2 separate regions of the Hordeum vulgare genome follow, and region 2 is linked to region 1. The links are chromatin contacts, called in public Hi-C maps. All regions are on one chromosome and are shown on one strand. Each heading gives the region's core, a stretch centred on a gene start, on an enhancer-like site or on the middle of the called end of the contact. The rest is flanking DNA. Distances are from core to core; before and after follow the strand shown.

Region 1 (6,946 bases), core at 1,574-4,073:
ACTCTAACAGTAACAAATACCCCACAACAAAGTTATGTGGGCAAAACTAACTATTACAACCCAACCAAGCCGATTGCATGTCACTGACTGATTGATCAATCAAGGAAAATAGGGCAAACGGAGAACTTACCTTCCAGTCCAGTTAGGAACTTCTATATACCAAGAATGTCATACAGGCCCATTGTAGAAGACATAGATTAGTCTATACTCAATACTTCAGATTCCATAAATGGGCAAGGGGCAAAAATACAACACCCCAAGCACGATGAAGTGACTATTTTCGAATTGCTATTTAATCAAGAATGCACTTGCGCCAAAGGATGCTCATATACACATGAACAATGTTCAAATTTACAACATACAGAGCTGGAATGGAACAGCCACAACTGTTGTATATGTTAAAATGGGAGCATCAACGCAAGTTATAAAAATGGCATCAGGTAGGAGAATTTTCAGTTTCTATTATCAGAAGATAAAAGGTTTTACTCCAAAAAACAACTAAAAAGACTCTGCTTTCAGGCAAAACATCTCCAGTCCTGGTCATAGACAAAGCAAGTTGAACATAATTGACAAAAATGTTTGAGAAGTTATGAGGATTAAGTGCATCACATTTATTAGCAATATTAGCATAGCGCCATGAATAACATACAATTAAACTACCAAAATGGTGATGTAGCTAAAAAATGTGTACCAATCAGACAAGATAAAAATGAAATACACAGGCAATCATACATGCTATGATTACGTACCAGGTAGCATAACACACAAACTTCATTTTTTGCGACAACACTAAATCCATATCACTACGTTTATCACAGAGGTATAAGCACCATGCAGCTAATCACAGCACAAATGTACATATGGGCAATTGACAGAATAAAGCATTACTGAGTTGATAACTGCAAGGATTGATATAAGGCCTGGCAGGATCACAACAGCCTCAAGCATCAGAGGTTTCACCACAGCAATAATGAACAAAAAAAGAACAAAGCAGGATCGCATCACCTGACTCATGGCTTGCTTAATCAACTCTTTTGCAGCTTCTATCTGCTTCTTATTGCCAGTAACACGTACAGTCCTTTCGGTCAGTGTAGTACCCGCGGGAGGATGTTGAGGAATTAACTACATCAACATTTACCGCCGCCCTCAAGCCTCAGTTAACATAAGCTATAATTGTTTAAAATGCCAATATAACATGTAAATTGTCTACCTGGATTCGAGCACCCGATCGGGTTTGCAGGTTTTTAATTGTCTCGCCTCCTTTTCCAATAATTAAACCAACCTAAGAAATAGACAAGATCAGAAAACAGTTAGGCAAACAAAACAGTTTGATTCTTCGCCAACATTGAAAACTAACCTTATTATCAGGGACTAGCATCTCAAACTGCTCTGAACCTGACTGACCAGACCCAAAACCTTTGGCTATCAAGGCAGGGGAACCGCCAGCCTCAGCCTGGAATATATGCATTGGATGGAGCCTTAGAGATGAACTTCTACAGATATAAGTTCAGCGAACGTGAACTACTTCAAACCCATGAGAAAGTTGATATATTTAGCATACCTCAGCTATAACACTCTTAATAAGCTGCTCGGCCTTGTCAATACTCTCGACAGTTCCAACCAATTCAACTGGACGAGTCATGGCATCTGAAGAAACATCTGCATCCTTTGTGATTTGGATCTTTGCGCCTGAGCTCATTTGCAGGTTTCTGATTGTTTCACCAGCTTTTCCTATTAGAACACCGACCTGCACGAATTTCCACCATCAGCATAAGCAAATTACGTGTGTAAATCAATACTCCATCCGTTCCTAAATATAAGTCTTTTAAGAGATTTGACTAGTGGTCTACATACGAAGCAAAATGAATGAATCTATATTTTAAAATATGTCTATATACATCCGTATGTAGTCCACTAGTGGAATCTTTAGAAAGACTTATATTTAGGTACAGAGGGAGTAGTAGACACGGATGTTATTCTGTATTTGATGCTTTCTATGTTTCCTCTTGTGTTTCCCACAGAATACTGGCTACCAAATTTTGATATGAAGCAGAACCCGACAACAAAAAACAGATTTCATCTATGACACTGTTATACCTTGGTATTGGGCACATCAATTAGGCGGGTAGTCTCCTGCAGGGCACCGGTTGCATCACCTTCTTGCTGTTGTGGCGGTGCTTCAGTTGCGGCCTCCTGTGGCTTGACCTCAGAACTTGTCTGCAGATCGCCGGCAGGAGCAACCTCAGCATTCTGGGCATCTGCCGCACCCTCGGTAACCACAGAGACGGGCTCCTCGGGCTTCTCGAAGGACTCGCTGTTTTGCACGGCATCTGATCCCAACAGAGATAACGAACGGATCAGACGGATTACGATTCCAAGCTTAAGACGAAACCGACCATCTCCGAAACGAGAGGGTCATCGCCGAGACGAGACACTGAACCCTAGGTACAACGCGCACGTGGATAGAGAGGGGTGGGGTGCGAGAGAGATTAACCTGCGCCGTTGCCTTCCACGCGCGGCCGCTTGGCGTCCTCCCCGGCGCCGTTCGCCTCCGCGCCCGCGTCGACCTCATCGAGCTTCCTCTTGTGGTCGCCATCGGCCTCGGCAGACTCTGGTGGCGTGGGGGCGGCTGCCGCAGGGTCAGATGCGGCGTCTTCCTCCACGGCGTCGACGAGGTCTACGACTGGAATCTTCACCTCGGGCGCTGCCTCTGGCGGCGGCGCCGATGCGTCTGAGTCCGCCATGGGGATTAGGGTTTGAGGGTTTTCGCCTCCGGTTTTCGTACGGGGGTGTGGAGGCGCCTGTGGGGATATGCGAGAGAGGAGCCCGTGTCCCGGCCTGTCTTGGTTATATAAAAGCGTGGTCGGAGGCGTATTTTTATTTTTACTTCTAAAGCTCAAGATCTTACGTGCGTCATGGAGAGACACGTATTTGAGTTAGTTCACAGGTAGTGAATAATACTCCCTCCGTTTTTAAATATAAGTATTTTTGAGAATTTTTACTTCTAAAGCTCGAGATCTTACATGCGCCACTGAAAGACACGTATTTGAGTTAGGCCCTGTTTGAAACCACCCAGATTATATAATCCAGTTTTTATAATCTATTCTGTCTCCAAATAGAACAGATTATGATGTAGATTATAAAAACTAGATGGATAGATTATTAAAAACTCATAATCTATTCTACACCAGCTAAAATCAGATTATGGATTGCTAATGACCCATTACCCTTGTAAAGTTGGAGATAATTGCATTCCTACCACCACCATCCTTCTCTTTTAAAAAAACAGAGGGCAGACAGGTCATTATGCAATGTAAGACCTGAATTACAATTTATATAATCTGGACTTCAAACATGTCCACCTAGATTATTTTTATAAACCAGATTATATAATCTATCTTCATAATTCAGATTATCATGATCTATTATGGTTCCAAACAGGGCCTTAGTTCACATGTAGTGAATAATACTTTATCCGTTCTTAAATATAAGCATTTCTAGAGAATTCATTAAGAAACTACATATGAATGCATGTAAACATGTTTTAGACGGTAAATTTATTCATTTTACTTTATACGAGGTTCACTGGTAAAATCTCTAAAAACTTATATTTAGGAACAGAGGGAGTACGTGATTGTAAAGGATTCCACAAGCACACTATAAATAATTTTTACTTCTAAAGCTCAAGATCTTATGTGTGCCATGGAGAGACGCGTATTTGAGTTAGTTCGCGTGCAGTAAATAATACTTCCTCCATTCCCAAATATAATATTTTCTAAAGATTTTAATATGCACTACATATAGATGTATATAGACCTATTTTTTTTATCTTTTCTTAGCTTAAAAACTTATTTTAAAATAAAGGGAGTAGTTTATAATGAAATCTTTAAAATATCGTATATTTAGGACGGAGGTGTACGTGATTGTAATTGAAAAAACAAAGCATTTTTTGTCTTTCCTTTTGTACTTATATGTTTTTCGCTCTTATTATGATGGTTCAGCATTGTTCTAAAGCGTCATATACGCAAAGATACGAATTTGGGTGTGTTTGATAACATGGTTTTTTGGAGAACGGACTTTGAAGGCCGAGCATCGTGGAGCTTGAAAAAAAATTAAAATCAAATTTCAAATATTTAGTTTCAAAAAAATCTAAAATGAATGCAAGTAAAGAAGGATGTTACGTGTATATGTGTGAATTTTTAAGATGAAATACATTAAAATATGATCTACATAAAAAAGACAAATTCATGGCCTGCGACAATGAATAATACCATGTGTTAAAAAGCTTCAGATTTTTCTTTTTTGTACATGCTTCATTTCAACGTATTTTTTCCTGGAAATTTACACACGTGTGTGTTACGTCCTCCCTTATCTCTATATTGTTTTTTGATTTTTTTTAAATGTAAACATATGAAATTTTTATGGATTTTGGATTTCAAATTTAAAGGCCTCCACAAAGACTGAGCTCCAAAAGCAATTTCCAGGTTTTTCCTTTTTTTCATATTAGTTGAGTGACCGGTTGTTGTCATGAAATATATATGTACATGTTGCTACCTTATCAAGATGTCGCTTGTGTGCCCATGATGATAAAAGGTATTTTAGTAAATGTCATGTATCGAGTTTCATGGGGAAAATGTTCCTTTAACGCATGCTTCTACTTTATCTAATTATCAAGCCTTTCATGATTCAAAAATGCGGTATCTCACTATTCCTGCAATTATTTTTTCTAGTTATGAGCCTTTAAAATATTTTATGGTGGGTATTGAATCTTCTTGAAGTTAGGTATATTTTGATATGTCCCCGAAGGTGGTAGCAAATCAGACAGTAATGAAGCATTCATCCATTAGTCGGATACTGGTGCATGGGGCGTCACCTGTGGTGTCACATGAAAGGAAGTTTGTGCAGTGTTAGATTGACAATCGACCCTTCTGTCCCCTTTCTTCTCTAATTGCTTGCAAACATGTACATACAAGTAAGGAACTTGCAATAGAATTTACAACTGGAACAAAAGAAATAGCCAGAGTATTATACATAGTAGTACATATAATCTAGAGCATAATTCACTGAACCAATCTTAGTTGAGGGTAATAAGTAGTTCAAATTTAAAAAGGGGGAATAAACAATGTATACTACTATCTGTATAAATAAATGTAAGACATTTTAGGCCACTAAACGTCTTGTATATGTTTACACAGGGAGTATGTTTTATTTACTTGAACATAAAACATCAGAAGCATTATGACAGTGAACAAGCCAACAAACCAATTTTTGTGCAGAATTCATTAAAGATAATGAATACAGGTGTGTAGGCACAAATTAGCAGCTCGGGGCAGTGCTGTCAAATAACCTTTGACAGGCTTAAGGAATAGCTTTTATCCAAATCAGGCAATGTAAATTAACGGTACATGTGTTGTGAACCATGGAATACACACTGAGACAAATAGTAAAACGCATACCACAATGATGTGACTCGATTCTAGGGTGCAGCGAGGTCAAAGATGCAAACACCGCACATGCACCTCCTTCTACTAGGCCTCCAGCACGCGCACGACGTGGTTGTCCAGTCCAGCTGGGTGCTTCTGCCGAGTCGGATGTTGTATCACGCATGTGTAGTAGGCCTAAGTATAATATAAGTGACAGTAAAAGAAAAGATGTAATCACAGTAATAAGCCCATATAAACGCATAACAAGTTGATAACATAGGTGATCATATATAGTTGAGGTGGTTCAAAAGTAAGCCCCTTGTTTATTGATAGATGCAAACAGAAGTTTTTACATATTTGTTCATCGATGGATGCAACATATAAGTTTTCCTGCATTTAGACAAAACACCTAACACTTGTACTACCTTAGGTCTCCATACTCGTAGGTAAACACGTTAAGTGCCTATAAACTACATTTGTGCATGAACTTCATCTCCCTCCCCACGGTACACATGCATGAGTGCAAACACCTGGACTTACCCTGTAACTCGAAGCAGATAGTAGAAAACACTAAAATGTAGCAACAAAACTTAGGAGTGACTTAAGCACCCATAGTCTACCAAAAGGGAAACAGGAAGGCTCCTAGATCTGTGCATTTAAATTGAACAATAAATTAGGGAAAATAACCCAAGTCTTTATTAATTTGTGCAAGTAGAAAATGTTATATAGTTGGCAGTTAGGGTTTAGCGGCAAATGGTATAAGAGCAACTCTAGCAGACCCCGCATCCGCCCCCGACCCGCAAAATAACTGCCAAAATGCGGGTCGGGGCAGAAAAGCCTGCCCGATCAGACCCCGCATCCCGCCCCGGCCCGTAAAAAATTTTAGGGGGCGCGGCAAATTCCCGACCCCAACCTAGGAAAACACAGGTTTCCCCCTCGCGGTTGCAGTGCCCTGCATCACAGAGAAGCAGTTGGCGGGAGGGACATTTCAGCCTGCGCTATTTTCCCCCTCCTTTCGCCGCCGCCCCGCCCTTGCTTCCGCCCGCCCGCCGCCGGCGATTCCGGCCTTATCTATAGGCGAGCCGCTGCACCGCCCCTCCGGATCCGGCGAGAAGAGAAGAGTCGCCGCCGCCGGGGATCGACCACCGCCTCATCGCCGCCCGGGATCACCCGCCGCCGGTTAGTACCTTTTTTGTGGTTTTTGCGAGCTGTGCGAGAAGATGGAGTTGACCCCGTGCGAGAAGTTCCTACTATCCGATCCATCCGATTCGGACGGCTCGGATGTTGAGACCACGCTTGCGACCTTTCGTCAGAAAACATTAGTCATGGGGCTTTTCGTGAAGGAGCATGAAGACGAGAACCGGAGAGGAGGCAAGGATCGACTGTCGGGCGTTTGTGCATTCCTCGGAATCGCCATCTTGGGAACGAGATGTTGATGCAAGACTATTTCACGGAGAATCCTACATATCCTCCGCACCTCTTCCGGAGAAGGTACCGAATGCGTCGATCCCTCTTTGTGAAAA
Region 2 (6,946 bases), core at 2,189-4,688, 270 kb after region 1:
ATGGAAAGGCTGACTGGTTCACCGGATGGTCGAGTTGATCATGTGCTTCAGGTTATTAAGCTCTTGCAGTTCTTCTACTCTTTGTATTGGTGTGTAGTGTTGCTTACTTTAGTCATTAAAATTAACGTGCTCCACTGTGCACGTGAATGGTATTGTGCAATTGCTTTCGCATAAGCCATGTTGTAGCTCGGCGCACACCCGCATGTGTTCTTAATTCTCATCTAAGATTTTCAAAAGGCAGCTCAGGACATTCGGGTGGTGGACAACATGCACCCACTGGCAAGCTAATAAATATGTCGCTGGGTCCCCAGTCCCCTCCTGTCAACTTGACCCACTTTCCCCTCGGCTTTTCCATTTTGACTGAACTAGTTCGCCTTTTCTGATTGCATTTGCAGTGAGTCAAATATTTCAGAGCTTACAGTCTTAATAATGTAACTGCAGGAGAAAACATTTCAACATCCATATTTGTCCGCTCTGGGATCTCATACGTGAGCTCATTCATCGGTTATGTTGGTTTCCATTTGTGTTTCCTCATGTCTATTTCACTTTTTTAACAAGCCTCTGGATTGATTTCTGTAGCAACTACTGGCGAGATCATGATACCGCTCTCTTCATTATCAAACATTTGTACCGTGATATACCTGAAGAGCCTCCAACTGATGGAACTGGAAGTGCACCCATTAGACTGTTCTATGTGAGGGATCCAATTGCTGAAGACACGCCCCTGACATTTTCAGACAACTCCTCAGTCAAGGAATTCTCCAGAAAGGTCAAAACTTATTCGAGAAAAGGGGATGATGATGCAAACTGCGAAGCTTCTTGATGGTATGTTGAGATGTTAGCCTATTTTTTCATCTATCTTCTAGCATTCTACATATGTACTCCTTCTGTACCTAGTACCTAAATACTTGTAGTTGAAAAAAAACTAGACTAATTCTTTCCAACTACAAATATTTAGGTACAGAGGGAGTAGGTTGGACTGTTGGGTGAGAAGTTTCAGTAAGTCAGTACGTACATAACGGGCGCATATGTTGTCGAACCCCGAGAGAACCCATGCGTAGGGTTTCATTTTGCTGTATTTACCCCTCTAAATCTTCTATTGACTGCTAGCTTTTTAACTATAACTCCTACTCCCTCCTGCCCCATTTAATTGACTTGATGCATTCACATGTCCATTCGCCATTCGCCATTAACACTGATCGTTGCGACAGTTAATTAGGGACGGAGGGAGTAGTTGATTGTTTGCGTCCAGTATGTTAGTCCATATGATCACCGGCTTGCTTTCAACGAAGACTAATGTTTTATTTTCTGTTCAGGTAACCACTGTATGTTGCAACGTGACATCGTCTTTGCGATTTTCACCTAGCAAAAGTGTTCCGCGAAAAGAAAAAACCCTGAGCAGAAGCGTGATGTACATAAAAAGCACCTGCATAAAGGGACGCATTGCACCGTTACGGACAAAGTGGGGATACATTGCTGGTATGCATCCTTGTCACTTTGTTGGCACCACAGATCAGAGTCAGAACACATTTGCGGGTGAATGGATGTTGCACATAGAATTATGGGCCGGCACATGATGTGTATAACTTGTTTGCCTGTATCTCAGGCAGTAATTTTGTACATGTACAGATAAAAGGGTGTGTGTGTGTGTGTGTAAAAAAGAGCTGATTAGTTTTAAGCAGTTGAAGAGCAGGTGGAAAAACAGATGTGACTCAGTTACGTGCCTGCAGTGCAGCACGTCCAATGGCGATTCCACCGGCACAAGAGCAAGATGTGCATTCTCACCTCATGTGTAGAGAGTAGCAGAGCTTTTGCCCAATGTCAAATTCTCCATTCCGGTTGTAAAACAAACATCAAAGGACAAAAAGAGGAGTCATCAACGCCATGTGGCAGTCTAAGGAAATACCCAACCCAATGTACGCTTGATTTTTGTCCCCTGGCACCAGTTAAATGATAGCCCCTCTCTCTCTCTCTCTCTCTCGCGTGTCATGGAAAACTCGGTCAAGAAACAGCTGGACTTGATGATATCATAATAAACGCTGGTTGATATGGAACTAAACTGGATTGTCGGAAGTGTTATAGCGACGGTCAGTCGGCTGCCTGTAAATAATCTGTGCCACGTTGACAGCCGTGTCCCGTCCCTATCGTGCTTGCAGTTTTGGTCAGTCGCATAATTTGACCGCAAACGCGATTTGCATGGTCGGGTCTGACCGTTTTGACGTGGTCACTCCCCTTGCGCCTACAAACCAGCCTGCTATGCAGAAGATGCACTGCACGTGCATGCGGCTGACTCGCTCCAACTGATCCCTACTTACTTCGAAACATGCTTTGCCCGCTTGCTTGTCCGCAAGAGACACTGGTCCGGCCTGAGTTTTTTCTCCATGGAGGCCCCGAGCTTGTGCTTGGTTGGTCGTAACAAGTTACCAATTAATGCATGCGGCGTGCTTGGTCGACTACAGAGATGAGTTGGCCTCGTCGCACCATGCATAAGCATAATGATGCGAGGGTGTGAGGGTTTAGTGGAATGATTGGATGCCATGTATGGTTCCCCCATTTTAATGCTAAAGCTAGCCTGTGAAGGATATGCAATGGCGTACAGGGTCATCTTATTCCCGATGAAGCCAAACGGCCAACTGCTGCTGCTGATGATGATGATGATTATGAGGATGCCTTGCACCCACCGATACGTCGGATCCATGCAGGATCCAACAGCGATGTGGCTGTCCCCAAGTAGAGTATGCATTCTTTGGGAGGCGGAATGGATTAAGCTAGGTAGCATCCGATACGCAACGACCGTCCCGCCTCACGAACTGCACTGGAGCGGCGCTGGCCGGAGCCAGGCGGGTCGGCTCGAACCGCACCACCCAACGGCACAAAAACCAACCGGCAGGCAGCCGCTCCCGCTCTTCACCATCACCATCACCATCACGTGCCTCTTGCTCCGCGACTGACGTGCGGCCCACCCGCGTCCCGCGCCCCCACGCGGCAGTGCCCTCCCACGTCTCCCCGTCCACGTCGCTGGCCGACCGTCCGTTCCAGGCCGCCAAAAGAAAGAGCAACTTTCACCAGTCACCGCGCGCGCGCCGCTGACGGGTGGGGCCGCGACGACGCGTGAACCGGCGCGTCGCCGGGGGATTTACGTACGAGTCGCCGCCCGGCGCCGCTTCCGCCACCGTGGGCCCGCGCGTCTTCCAGACCGTTTCTTCCCACCCAAATCAATTACAATTACTACTACTCGATTTCAGTCATTTATTTGTAGACGACGAAGAAATAGTAAGATCATCGATTACAATTACAATTACTCCTCCCCCGCGGCCTCGGCGTCGGCCTCTTCTCCGCGACGACCACTCGGAGAAGAAGAGGAGGAGGAGGAGGAGGACGAGGAAGGCAAGGCAGCTCCCATAAATACGAGGCCTCCAGCTCCGTCCCCGACTCGAGTCGGAGCTGGATCGGAATCGACAGCGACCTCTTCCTCCTCCGCCACGCGTATTCCCTCCTCCTCCTCCCCCTCCCCCTCCTTACCCACTAAGAAACACAGAAAGAAAGAGTGCCACCCCCCGCCTTCCCCTTGCCGCGTTTCCTCCCCTCCCCTCCCCTCCCCTCCCCTCGCGTCGCTCGCCGCCATAAAGGGCCCTCGCCGCGTGTCGTCCATCTTCCCAGGCCCTTTCCGCGCGGATCCACCCGGCCCGGCTGCGATTTCCCGTGAACTGCGTGCCGCCAGATCGGGGCCTCCCTGCGGATTCCGGCGCCGAAAAGGCCCCATCTTGCCCGCTCCCCCAGGCCATCTTGCTCGATCTCGCCGCCGGCGGAACCGTCCGGATTCGATCATCCTCCTCCTCCGCCGGCCCTCGCGATGTGGGGGGACACGAAGCCGATGCTCAAGTCCCGGGGCGGGGGCGGGGGCGGCGGCGGCGGCGACGAGGACGGCGACTACTTCCCCAACACGCCGCGCAAGGACTGGTCCACGGGCCTGCTCAAGCTCGTCACCGCCATGGTCATCTTCATGGCCGGCGTCGTCATCGGCCTCTCCGTCAGCGCCAACGTCTCCCGCTACTACTACAACTCCCACACCGAGCTCTTCTTCCCCACCGCCACCTACAGCTCCTGCGACCGGCGCGGCGCCACGGGCGACTGCGGCCCCGGATTCAAGGCCTTCGTCCACCCGCCCCAACTCGCGCACTCCATGACCGACGAGGAGCTCTTCTGGCGCGCCACCCTCGTGCCAACCGCCGACGAGTTCCCCTTCCAGCGCGTCCCCAAGGTCGCCTTCCTCTTCATGACCCGCGGCCCGCTCCCCTTCGCGCCCCTCTGGGAGCGCTTCTTCCGGGGACACCAGGGCCTCTTCTCCGTCTACCTCCACACCATACCGGACTACAAGCTCAACGTCTCCAAGACGTCCCCATTCTACGGCCGCCAGATCCCCAGCGAGGTACTATAATCAACCTCCTTCTCACACTCTCTTCTTTCCGTCATAAACATAATTTACCTTAACTTAACTTACAGTAGTGAAAATTTCAGTTATCCAGTCGTAGCACAATCAGATTGTTATTAGTTAGTTGAACGAACCGTGAAATTTGTGGCTGATTGATTCGTTAGCTGGTGCCTTGGTGGAGTGAGTCGGACAACCGTTGTCGTGCTAGTTGGTGGTTGCCATGTGCTCAACTTGATTCATGATTGGGATATGTGTAGTATGTATTTGCTCTAGCCTCTAGGGGAATATGCTTGCTTGACCCCATGCCAGGATGGTGGGTAAACTACTCGATGGATTCTCCAACTAGTGGTGCTCACGAATGTTGCTAATATTGTGATCTAGAGATGCTTAATCTACAGTATTCTGCTTGAATCTGTCCACCTCTAGCCTCTAGAGATGCTTAATCTACAGTATTCTGCTTAAATAATTAGTCAAGGATGTCTTATGGTTGGGAGTTTATTTATTGGTGCAATCTGCTTTTCTCTTCTTCTTTTATGTTTATGTATGTTGGGCTAAAGTGTCAACCTCAAATTTCGATGCGATGTGTGCATTCGTTTAGTATTTAATAACAGTGTGAGTGCCCTCCATGTGCGGTTCTGGTACCCTGATCAACGGCTAGTTCCGTTACATATTCTGATCCTTGTTTATTGCCAATGCAGGAAGTGTCTTGGGGATCGATAACCCTGGTAGATGCTGAGAAGCGCCTGCTGGCCAATGCGTTGTTGGATTTCTCGAACGAGCGTTTTGTTCTGCTCTCGGAGAGCTGCATTCCGGTGTTCAACTTCCCAACCGTCTATGAGTATCTCATAAACTCGGAACACAGCTTCGTTGAGTCCTACAACATCGACACTCCTCAGAGCGCTGGCCGCTACAACCGCCGGATGGCCCCTCACATCTTGCCAGAGCAATGGAGGAAAGGGTCTGAGTGGTTCGAGCTTAACCGTGAGCTGGCCGTCCGTGTCGTAGCGGACCTCAAGTACTACTCGATCTTCCGGAAGCATTGCAGGCCATCTTGCTACCCGGACGAGCATTACATACCAACCTATCTTCATCTGTTCCATGGGTCGCTCAACGCCAACAGGACCATCACATGGGTTGATTGGTCAAGAGGAGGCCCGCATCCAGCGAGATATGGTGCTGGAAACATCAATGTGGACTTCATCAAGGCCATCAGGAACAACGGTACGCAGTGCCTCTACAACTCGAAGCACACCTCTGTGTGCTACCTCTTTGCCAGGAAGTTTGCTCCTAGTGCTTTGGGACCATTGATGAACCTCACTTCGACGGTGTTGGACTTTTGAGCTTGGCTTCGAATCAGCATTATGTTATCGAGCTATCTCCATGGACGATCACTCGCTCGTGTACCGGTACCGGTTAGAGGTGCTCTGCTAGATCAGGGACATGTGTCTCTTCTTAGATAGACGAGAGACTGCTGTCGAGGATGCTTTGGCTGGCGGATGACGCTGTATGGGATGGTGAAATTTACTTCACTTATCCTGAGGCTGATTCCTGAGTATTGGACGAATGGCAGTACAACATCCAGAGAGGACTTTTTCACCTCCCATTCTTTTTGTTATATCAATAGCTCTGTGATAGATCTTTTTCTCCTTTTCTTCTGCCCCCATCTTTCTTATTGTAACGACTTGGTCAGGATGCTAATTTTATGTGAATATAACTTCTCAATCATTGCTTGGCTTGGCTTGGCGTTGCCGGATGGCGCTGCGCACTTGATACATAGCCACAGCCTCAAAATCTTGAAGCAACAGGCTCTAGTCCATGAAATGAAAGTTAGATAGAGAAGTTTGTGGATGTGGGCAGAATATGCCACCTTCTTGTGTGTGGGCAGAATATGCCACCACCTTGTGTGTGGGCACTGTCTCCACAGGAAAGGGAGAAAAGTTTGCTTCTTTTTCAAAAGGCACACATGAGTAGTACTCCCTCTCTCCCAAAATAAGCGTTTGCTGCTTTAGTGTAATATTTGTATTAAATTTGGTACTCCCTCCGTTCCAAAATATAAGACCTTTTAGGATTTCACTATAAGACTATATACGGAGCAAAATGAGTGAATCTATACTTTAAAATATGTCTATGTACATCCGTATGTAGTTTATAGTACAATCTCTAAAAGGTCTTATTTTAGGAACGGAGGGAGTATAAAATTTGCATACAAAATTTGCGACAGTTATTTTGGGACGGAGGGAGTAGTATATAGGCCATGTATCTTGCTACAAATTCTTATTGTTTGTTTAGGCATATAAATAGGTATTGTTACTTGCTTGCATGTGAGATTGCATAATGTTGGAGGAACATGCTTAATTGGCCTGTGCGCTTGGCAGCTGCACAAAACTAGGATTGGTTGGCGAACATGGTAGACATGATTTAGGCTGGACACACACACTCTTGTCATGCCCTGAGTCAGTGGATTAATATAATCCACAGGTACAGGTCTATGAATATTTCATTCAGAAATAGAAA

Evidence for each region. Hi-C and Micro-C count contacts between places; a contact is called where the count stands out from the background.
Region 2: a Hi-C map of leaf shows a contact between it and region 1, with 3 times the contacts expected there. The contact joins the promoter of LOC123407827 here to the promoter of LOC123411206 in region 1. A contact is called at or near these places in 3 of 6 Hi-C or Micro-C datasets (all in leaf).

The regions. Positions count from the first base shown.
Region 1 is chr7H:434,123,517-434,130,462 of MorexV3_pseudomolecules_assembly, forward strand. LOC123411206 (far upstream element-binding protein 1-like) reads right to left here and starts at 2,824. Exons shown (of 7, transcript XM_045104150.1): 1 at 2,495-2,824; 2 at 2,098-2,330; 3 at 1,562-1,747; 4 at 1,358-1,453; 5 at 1,211-1,282; 6 at 1,006-1,122. The coding sequence starts at 2,744.
Region 2 is chr7H:434,390,443-434,397,388 of MorexV3_pseudomolecules_assembly, forward strand. It overlaps LOC123407827 (glycosyltransferase BC10-like), which reads left to right and starts at 3,439. Exons shown (of 2, transcript XM_045101053.1): 1 at 3,439-4,429; 2 at 5,131-6,157. The coding sequence starts at 3,854. The coding sequence ends at 5,772. LOC123407405 (phospholipase SGR2) reads left to right here. Exons shown (of 23, transcript XR_006612595.1): 19 at 1-51; 20 at 442-488; 21 at 580-825; 22 at 959-1,057; 23 at 1,317-2,059.